Regions from separate parts of the Hordeum vulgare genome. Here region 2 is linked to region 1. The links are chromatin contacts, called in public Hi-C maps. All regions are on one chromosome and are shown on one strand. The core of a region is the stretch at or near the end of the contact, and the rest is flanking DNA. Distances in the headings are between cores, read along the strand shown. Region 1 holds the start of LOC123452052 (myosin heavy chain, embryonic smooth muscle isoform). Region 2 has its middle 9.7 kb from the start of LOC123452057.

What was found. Hi-C and Micro-C count contacts between places; a contact is called where the count stands out from the background.
Region 2: a Hi-C map of leaf shows a contact between it and region 1, with 2.5 times the contacts expected there. The contact joins the enhancer-like site here to the promoter of LOC123452052 in region 1. A contact is called at or near these places in 2 of 6 Hi-C or Micro-C datasets (leaf and seedling).

What each region holds. Positions count from the first base shown.
Region 1 is chr5H:518,942,005-518,946,928 of MorexV3_pseudomolecules_assembly, forward strand. It overlaps LOC123452052 (myosin heavy chain, embryonic smooth muscle isoform), which reads right to left and starts at 3,669. Exons shown (of 5, transcript XM_045128625.1): 1 at 2,348-3,669; 2 at 2,166-2,242; 3 at 1,703-1,814; 4 at 1,479-1,595. The coding sequence starts at 3,532.
Region 2 is chr5H:518,988,648-518,993,659 of MorexV3_pseudomolecules_assembly, forward strand. No RefSeq gene overlaps it. Among protein-coding and RNA genes, the nearest start is that of LOC123452057, 9.7 kb to the right of the region's middle. Within about 2 kb of position 1,289, at least 3 of the 3 cell types and tissues checked have open chromatin away from gene starts, as enhancers often do. A contact at or near this core is called in leaf and seedling, where this site is marked.

The DNA of each region.
Region 1 (4,924 bases), core at 2,419-4,918:
GAGGGCGTTTGCTCCAACAGGCGCTGGAAAATATGGTGCCCAATCCGACGGCCCCACCAAATATGGCGCTGGAGGGCGTTTGCAGCCCAGATTTTGCAGCGCGCGCGAGCGGGCGCACCAAATACGCAGCGCGTGATGCCGTTTTACCCAGCATGCTGAACCTTGTTTACCGCGCGCGCGATTTTAGCGCGGCTGCTGGAGCGCTAGTTTTGGTTGCGCGCGCTATATAGTTGTTTTTTCCAGCTCGCAGCTTATCTAGCGCGTCTGTTGGAGATGCTCTCATACAGCCACAGTACCAAGTTGCGGGACTCAGTTACATCTGCCGCCAGCCACTACTGATTGCAAAGCATTTCCTTGTGCTGCACATCACTTACACACAACTTATCTATACTGACGGGCATAGTTGCTTAAGGCATCAAAATTATTGTTTCTCAACCGAAGTTTTTTTCTATGGACAATGTGGCAATGCCATATCTAAAACTGGTAGTAACAACTGAAGGATACTCTAATGTTGCTATAACTAGCTTCCAAGATGTAACAACAAAGACCACATGGAAACAATTCATTATGATGAAACTGAATACAACAATGGAAACATAATAAAGCTGATATTGAACCACAAGCTACACCATACAATAACAGAAATATTATGTTTGCCTCACTATGCTAAACAAGAATAAAACCCCTGCTACCCTCAACATCATGTGTCTGTATCAGTATAGAATAACATATGGTCGATACATAATGATGTTTCAGCTAAACTGCAAAGAACAAGTCATTGTGTAACTTCTGTCAAATGATGTTATGATAACACTATAAGCAAGAATGCTACTTAAGTGTTCAAGCATGCCTACTATGATCCTGTGCTTTCTTACACTTTGTTTAGTGCCTTGCTGTCAAAAAACCAAACGTAAGTTTCAAAAGTGCACATGGTAGTATGCCAGCATGTTCATTGTGTTTAATTCTTAATATTACTCTGTTCTCCAAAAGAAGTATTTAATACTCCCTCCGATTCAAAATAAGCGTCACATTTTTGAACTAACACTTATTTTGGATCAGAGGGAGTATCAGACAACTGTAATGCTAAGTGATTAATTCAGTCAAGCATTTGCTTGTCTAGTAGTTAACTCATGGAGTCATGGTAGTTTGCTAACATGTTTACCGTGCTTAATATTATTCTGTTCTCCAAAAGAAATATGTAATACCAGATAACTGCAATGCTAAGTGATTAATTCAGTCAAGCATTTGCTTGTCTAATTAACTAAGGGAGTCCTAATTTGCTAACATGCTCACCATGCTTGCTGTCCTCCAAAAGAAATATTTATAATATAAGATAACTGCAATGCTAAGTGATTAATTCAGTTGAGCCATTGGTTGTCTGATCTCTAATGTAACTCATGTAAACACAAACAAGACACCAAAAACATAAAGGAGATGCAGAGTAGTATGGTGCATGTCTGTATAAAGTATAAACACACCTGAGTCTGGAACTCTTGCTCAATTGATCTACCAGCATCAGCTTCCTCCTCTGCTGCCATCTTCCACCTTTGAATCTCCTCTTCAGCAGCTGTAATGTCCACCATCAGATCCTCAACCTGAAGAATGCAACAAACACGGTTATGTGTTGCCTCACTGACTCTGACCTTAAGAGTGATATGTATATACTCAAACCATCAGATTAGACACGAGGAGAAAATATTACGCTTTCATTGGCCATCCTTTCCTTCTCTTCAAGATGTTTTATCTGCTTCCGTAGCTGACCAATCTCCTTTTCTTGCCCTTCCATCCTCGTCCTTAGTAGACTTGACTCTGCCCTGAAAGCCACCAATTTCAGAAGATGGGAAGTAGGAAATGGCAATTTTGAGCCCGATGTACGAAACTTTTTATAATAGTATAGTCCTATGACTTTGGCTTTAGTAATGAATTGCAGCTTTTGTTCATACCAAGATACCAAGAGTGGTACACTGAAGGATAATCTATACATCAATTTGCGTAGCTTATTGTTGGTTAAAAGAGGTCAAAAAGCGTACGCTTTAAACCACATGGCTGTTCCACATTAAATCCAATGGATAGTAATTTTCTTAATGTTGCTCAAGTTCAACGGCAGTGCGGCAAATAAAAATAAAATGACAAATAAACAAAAATGCAGCAATCAAGTTAGATACCTTTGTGCTTCAACAAGATGTTGCAGCTCAATGATCTTAATCTGGGACTCCTTCATGCTGTTCTCCAATGCCCCTGCCTACGATATTCGTTGGATTGTTACAGAACAAATAATTCAGTATGGCTAGATATATGGTACGTTGATGAACTTGCAACAGCATGAGATTATTCACAGTGCACCTACCAATGTATATACTTCATCCTTCTCCGTGCTCCCTGGCCTGTGATCCCTGTGGCCGTTGAGCCCTATCTCGATTCCCGCCTCCCTCAGCCCATCCTCGGCCACCTTCAAAACCTCGGTCGTGTTAGCCTGCAGCGCGCTCCGGAGCAGCACCCCAATGTGCTCCTTCTCCCGGGTCAGCTCCTCCACCCTCTCCTCAAGCTCCGTCACCTTGCTCTTCCCCTTATCCCGCCACACCCCGACCTTCTGCAGCGCCATGGCTGCGATGTCGTAAGCCATCCTGGTCCCTTCGAGCGAAACCTTGAGGCTCTCCTCCACGTCTGTCTCCTTCCACACGAAGACAGAGTCGGGCAGTGCGGTGGCGGCGTCAGCGTCCACCAGCATAACTAGCTCGCGCAGCTCATCGTAGAGCCTGGAGGCGCAGCCGATCTGCTCGGCGAGGACGGGCCTCTGCGCGTCCATCTTGGCCACGAGGGATCCGACCTTATCCTGGAGCGCAGAGATCTCCGCCTCCCGGTCGGAGAGAGACCTGGAGAGGGACTCAGACTCGGCGGCGCGGGAGGCCACGGCCGCCTCGAGCTCGGACACCTCGATGGCGATCTGGTAGTTGCGCTGGTCCATGTCCTGGCGCGCGCGGTCGCGGTCGCGGCCCGCGGCGTCGATCTGCGCGAGCAGGTCGTCGACGATGTCGTTGGCGCGCTTGAGGACCCCGTAGGCGAGGGCCGGGAGGCCGGCGGAGTACTTGGCGGAGGTGGGGAGCGGGGCGGGCGGGGTGGACGGGGACGCCTTGGCGGAGATCCGCTCGAGGCCGGAGGAGAGCATGGAGGAGGCGGTGGCCGCCTCGGCCTGGAGCGCCTGCAGCGCCCGGGACGAGGCGGCGGACTCGGCCTTGAAGTCGTCGCGCTTCCGCAGCGCGTCCTGCGCGAACGCCTTGAGGCGGCCGAGGCGGGTCTCGGAGCTCGCGAGGGACTCCTCCGCCGCGCGGCGCAGGCGGCGCTCCTCCTCCAGCTCGGCGGTGAGGTCGAGCAGGCGCTGCTGCTGGGCGGCCGCCGCCGCCGCATCGGCGTGGTGGGGCTGTGATGCGGGTGGGGGTTTGATCGAGGAGGAGGAGGAGGTGGATGGGGGAGGTGGGGGGAGGGGGTCCTCGTCGACGTCGGAGAGGGCGCCGGCGTCCTCCTCGTCGGCCATGGCGGGGGCTGCGAGAATTGGGAGAATTGGCGTGGCGTGGCGTGGCCGGCCGGGTCGGGAGGAGGGTGGGGGTGGGGGTGGGTGACGTGATTAGGGGGGACTCGTGACTGTTCGGTAGGAGTTCAGAATCTGGAGTCTCGACACCCTCCCATCCTTGAGTTTCTTTTTTTCTTTTTTCCTTTGTTCAAAATTGAGATATCTCTTTTTCAAATGGGTCACTTGATTTTGAATCTTAGAGAAAATGTTGAGGAGAATATGTCTATGAATTTCAAGTAGTCATGTTATTCAATCCCTCTCTGTGCATGCACTCTCAACATATACCACTCCTATATGTTCATACTTAGTGAATTATGTGAACTTGAGAGGTAGTGGCAAGAGGGCATGGCTATTTGCTACCCTTGATGCAAGACTCCCTGGATTTTCTATCACTCCATGGACAGATGAGGACGGCATCTAAGCGCATGCTAAAATCTATGATCGATGAAAACATATAGCTATGTTGGATCTCAGTGATGTTATGTGGAGATTTAAAACCTGAAGGCCTTGTTTGGTTATTAGGAAATTAATCCATCAGTGGAACTGATCCACATGTGGATTGGATTAACCCCATCGTGTCTTTCAATCCCTTCAGCTGCTCCCGTCGCTTGGCGTGGATTTGTTCCACTCGTGGAGAGCGATTCCTTTTTACCCTCCGTGCATTGGAGTGAAACATAGTAACTCGAGTCGTGGAATATTCACGTCGGAGCTAAACCAAACAAGCCTTTCAGCCTGGCCCGGGAACCATTCCATGGCTGGACGGATACACGTGGTTCAAGACAAGAACTCGGTTGATACACGTGGGTTAGGTTGAAACCAAACAAGGCCGAAACAAGCAATGATTTTTGTAAGAAATAAGCAATGTCCACTAGGGAGTGTGAGGGTGGAGCTGGAAGATGGACTCCTTATTGACACATATGAATTCTAGAAATTTTTGTTAGCTATAACTAAATAAACACCCATACTCGAGAATCCTTGGTTAGGATATTTGCTAACTAGTGGATGCATTCGTGATATTTATAGTTAACAATAATATATGCATATATATATAAACACACTATAGTACATCTAAGTGACACATAATATGTTGAGGCCATTAAAATGTAAATTGAACTTTGCAACATGAAAACTTAGCTCCTTATTCTTTTTTCTTTAATCCCCACATGTATATTGGTCACTATTCAAAGAAATAGAGCCGGTTTAAATTGGAAACCAACTCAAAAATTCTGGCATGTTTATGTGGACTTTGGTTAATTTTATTTAATAAATGTAGGGTAGAGATTGTGTTGTAAAAAAATGGTGACACAATAACCTAAAAAATAGGTAAAGTAGTTTGGTACAAAAATGATATTGGGT
Region 2 (5,012 bases), core at 39-2,538, 44 kb after region 1:
CGATCCAACACCAGCCACGCGACCGGCCGAACGTTTCGGCCGGCGCTGGCGAAAAACGTTTACCTTTTACAAATGGGTCAATTATTCCTTATCTTTGTTTAAAACAATTCTACTCCCTCCGTTCCTAAATATAAGTATTTTAAGATATTTCACTATGAGTCTACATACGGAGTAAAATGAATAAAACTACACTTTAAAATATGTCTATATACATCCGTATGTAGTCCACTAGTAAAACATGTTTAAAGACTTATATTTAGGAACGGAGGAAGTACTTGTCAATACCCTCCGTCTATCCCAACTGGTACCTCGTGCGTGGCCTCAGGACGGGGCCTCATCGGTCAGACGGTGTCAAAAGGACCTCAACTAAGCTTTTTAGTGCTTTTAGCAAACAAAATACTGAAAAGTCGACGATTTGTATTTACAAACTGTTAGTGAATGATGGTTTCTTGAGAAGATGTGCGCAATTGTGAATGTTGCCGACTACAGACATACAAGATCTCTGGTGAAGGTAGGGGCTCTCGTGCATGATGTACTATGTTATATAACCTGAAGAGAAGTCCAATTCAGAGTCCGCGTTCAGAGTAAACGGAGGCTCCATCAACTTCAGAAAATGCTCGCATTGCTGCAGCAACATCAGCCATGGACAGAACTGGGTGCTTTGTTTTTATATTTTTGAACCAGAAGCAGAAAAGAACACAGAAACCCTGGAAACAAATACTACTCCCTCCATCCTAAAATAAATGACTTCAAAGTAATTCAACTTTGTACTAAAGTTAATACAAAGTTGAGTTACTTTAAAGTCATTTATTTTGAAACAAAGGGAGTACTAGAAACAAAACCAGAGCGTATATGATACGTACATGCAGAGGGAAGCGAGTGTTCACTAAACCAAAGGCCACTTGAACCATAGGAAAAAAAGTGAAACCAAACCAACAATTTTGGCAACATAGATGCAAGGGCAGCAGTAGCGTGCTGGTGAAAAAAACAATAGTCTGGGCTGCAGTTCCCACTTCATCCACACCCAGCAGTCAGTTCTTTGGAGAGCTAAAAGCACCCAGGTCCTAAAACTTGTGTAGAATGTGATGATTTGGTCCAAAACTTGTAAAAGTTGACCCAGCCATCCCACAACTTGCGTCTAATGTGATGTTTTAGTCTTGGGCCAATCGCAGCGCGACAAGTGGCAGCCCTGCCACACACTTTTGCAGAAATATCCCCCTGTCGTTCTCTCTATTTCACCCGCACTCTCCCCCACCTGCATTAAATTTGTGGGAGCGAAGCTTCGCGTCCGGCTCGTTCCTCGCACGTCGTTGTGTCCTGTCGGGGGCGACCGGAGTGCTCCGGTCATCCTGGAGAGATAACGTCAGCAACCTCGGCGTCGTCGTCGGAGTTCTTCCCACCGGAGCCGCCATCGTCCGCTCACCTCGTCCGGCCGTTGGGTGCCTTCCCACCGGATTACTGCGTGCCATCTTCTCCTCTGCCCCCGCCCCCGCTTTGCCACTTCTGCTCTGCTCCGCTTTGCCTACTAGGCTCTGCTCGAGCTAGTTTCAAGAAGGCATTAGATCTTGTTTGGTGATGTTGATTTCGTAGGATAGTTTCAGGGCCTGTAGGATCTTGTGTGGTTTGGCATGCTAGCTAGCGTTTTGGGGAGATGATCCTGTCTATGATGATGGGGTTTATAAGTTTATTTCTACAGTTCACCTAGTGGAAAAAAAGAATGTTTTTGTAATATGATTTTCTGAATTTGGGATGGAATTACTGAATTTTTGTCACCTATGAACTTCTCTGTAATTTACTGATTATTTGACTGTTCTGTAGTTAACTGAATGTCACTATACTGTAGTTATCTGAATGTAAATGTTTTTTTTGCAGTGTGTGATTCATTAAATGGAAAAACTGCGGATTCTCTTTTTTCACACTTGAACTTGAGCATAGTGGAATTTTCTGTGGAGAAATCAACAATTTGGAGTATTTTAACCCTTGTGTTGAGGTTTTTGACTATGTTGACTCTACCTCGTTATCCTATGCATTCATTGAAGAGCACCTCAAGTGGTTGGGATATCCAGTTGATGAGCACATCCTGTACTGGTGCCTAGCTAACTAAACAATCCCAGATGGTTTGGTCAGAATTACATGTGATGATGACTTGCAGCACATGATCAGATCCAGTGCTTCCCATAAGATGCTTGTACTAATGGTTGACCATTTAGATTTTGTCACTAATTTTAGGGTTGATTTGGTACTAACATGGCCTTCAATTAATACAACTGTCAGCCTAGCCACCTCAAGTGTTGCAGCAGTAAGTGCAACATCTTCCCACAACATCATTATAGTGAATGATGAACAACACATTTCAGAGATACCAGGTGGTTGTAATATGTTGATTGAAGGTGTAGAGCACAATATACTTACTGAAGATGGCCAAACAGTCATTGAAGATGTAGTTCTTTCAGATTCAGATTTTAGTGATAGTGATTATGAGATAGATGAGGGGGATGATGACCTGCATGATGAAAACATTGACTTTGATGTTCATGAAGAAGTAGAGGAAGAGGAAGAAGATGCGGAGCCTCACTATTTACTTGAGGATGAAGATCTTGACCTATCCATTGAGGAAGCAGAGCAACTAAAGTACAAATTTCAATCTTTCAATGCAAAGGTTGACATGGTTTCCCCTGTCTTCAAAGTAGGTATGGTATTTGCTGATGTTGTGGAGCTGAGACATGCTATTACTGCATATTCAGTTAGGAATAGAGTGCAAATCAAGAAGATCAAGAATGATAAGATAAGAATTGATGCAGTTTGTCAAAGAGGTTGCCCATGGCTTATGAAAGCTGGCAATGACAACATGACATGTGGATTTGTGATCAAGAGTTATAATGGAAATCATAGGTGTCAGAAGAAATGGAAGTTAAGGTCACTGGCACCTACGAAAGGGCATCCGACACCACGGCGCCGCCTGTCGGGACCGACCCCCACCGCGTCGGCCTGTCAAAACCGACGTATGCCGGTCCGATTTTGGCTGCGGCAGAACAGACACCGCAATGCCGAACTGCAAAAGAATATTCTGTTTTGCAGTTCCGCATTGCGGTGTTTGTTCTGCCGCAGCCAAAATGGAACTGCAAAGCGTTTTGCTGCGACCCTCATCCTAGGTTTGCGGGCTGGCGAAATGCGGGATCTGCTAGAGATGCTCTAACACACACATGTTGAAGGAGCCGGCGGCACGTGCCGACACCCAGGCGCCCGGGCACGATATTGTAGCAGGGAGGAGCGCCCATAATCAAGTTCTGAGAATATTGTCATGTCGGTGAACCTTGTTAATAAATCTTGGTGTAGTATATCGTGTGATTGTTTTGTCCATGGATGACCGACTATGCGCCTCAGATCAATTCTAACAAATGGTATCAAAGCTAGGTTGTTTGAAGGTTGTGGATTGTTGATCTAGAGAAGTTTGAGATGCAGCTGGCTGCGATGTGGTTCTCAACGAGATTGAAAAAAAAGCAAGATGAAAGAGAGAAGCATGTGCGTGTTTTTTTGAACGGGGAAGGCCAAATTGGCCCTTATATTTCATGTGATATGAGTGTTACATCATTTGCTAGTACATCAATGAGGAAACCACGAGGCTCCTTCATCCACTTTATAGTTCTAGTGGAATCAGCATTGCTAGTTAGAGTATCTGCTACCATATTTGCCTCCCTAGGACAGTAATTAAACTGAATAAAACTAAAATTCTTGACAAGGAAAGAACACTCTTCATAGATTGCAGCAGCAGGTCCAAGAGAGTTGCCATCATTTAACATAGTATCAATCACCTCCATGCAATCGGACTCGACCACGAGATTCTGCAGTCCCATCTCTCAGTGCTCTTGCTTCGGCTGAGCTCGCATCTTCAGCAAAAGGGATACCACTGCATGAGCCTGCGATAAATGTACCTCTGTCATCACGCAATACCGCACATGTGCTGCCAGTTCCAGAGTCACAGCAGAAGTCGGCGTCTACGTTAAGCTTGTAGTGGCCCTCGGTCGGTAACTTCCATCCATGGCGAAGGACTCCCGACTTCTTCCTCCTGGCCCTGAAGAAGTTCTTTGCAAGAGCTGAGATCGCATGTGCGTGTGTTAGTAGCGCACATGAATCTGCGACATGCAACGAGCGAGGCGATGACTTGTACGGAAAACCAAGAGCGACACTCGGTGCTTCCTACTCGGCTCGTATGGCGCAGCCGAGCAAGGGCGCGCGTACCCCCTTGACGCACTGGATGACATATGGGCCGTCTCATTTTACGTTTATTCTCATTTCATTCCCCCTTCTTTTTTTCGTTTCTCCCTTTATTTTTCATTTTTACGTTTTTCTGTTTCCCTTTGTTTTAATATTTTCATGTCTCTATGCAAATTTTCTTTTCCAATTCGTGATTTTTTTGGTTCATTCTATTCAAAAAATGTTCAACAACTTAAAGTTCATCAAAATTTAAAATTGTTTGTCATATTCAAAATATGGTCATCAAATTCTAAACTTATTCATTATTTTGAAAACATATACAGTAAATTAGAGATTTGTTCATCAATTTCGGAAAATGATCACCAAATTCAAATTCATAAAAAAAGTTCATCATTTTTTTCAAAAGAATTTTTTATGTAACTTAAAAAATGCCCATCATATTCAAAATTGTTCACTATAATTTATAAAATTGATCATCAATATCCAAATTCACTAGAATGTTTTGGAATCATGAACATTATTCGTATTCAGGGACGGTTTTTGGCTCCACAAACTTTTTCAAAATTCTTGTATTCTTTGAAATTTGGAGGTATTTCGAAATTCCAAATTTTGAAATAAGAATAACCAAATTCGAAAGAAAAAAAAAATAGGGGGCGACCCAGTGTGCCACGCGCTGAATAGGAGGACCCGGCGTATCGGATCCATCCGTCTGATTGAGCTGGCAACATGTCTGGTGAGCAAACCTATTCGACGCTGCAGGCGCCTGTTTTTATTCTTTCTGCAAATCGACGCCTGCA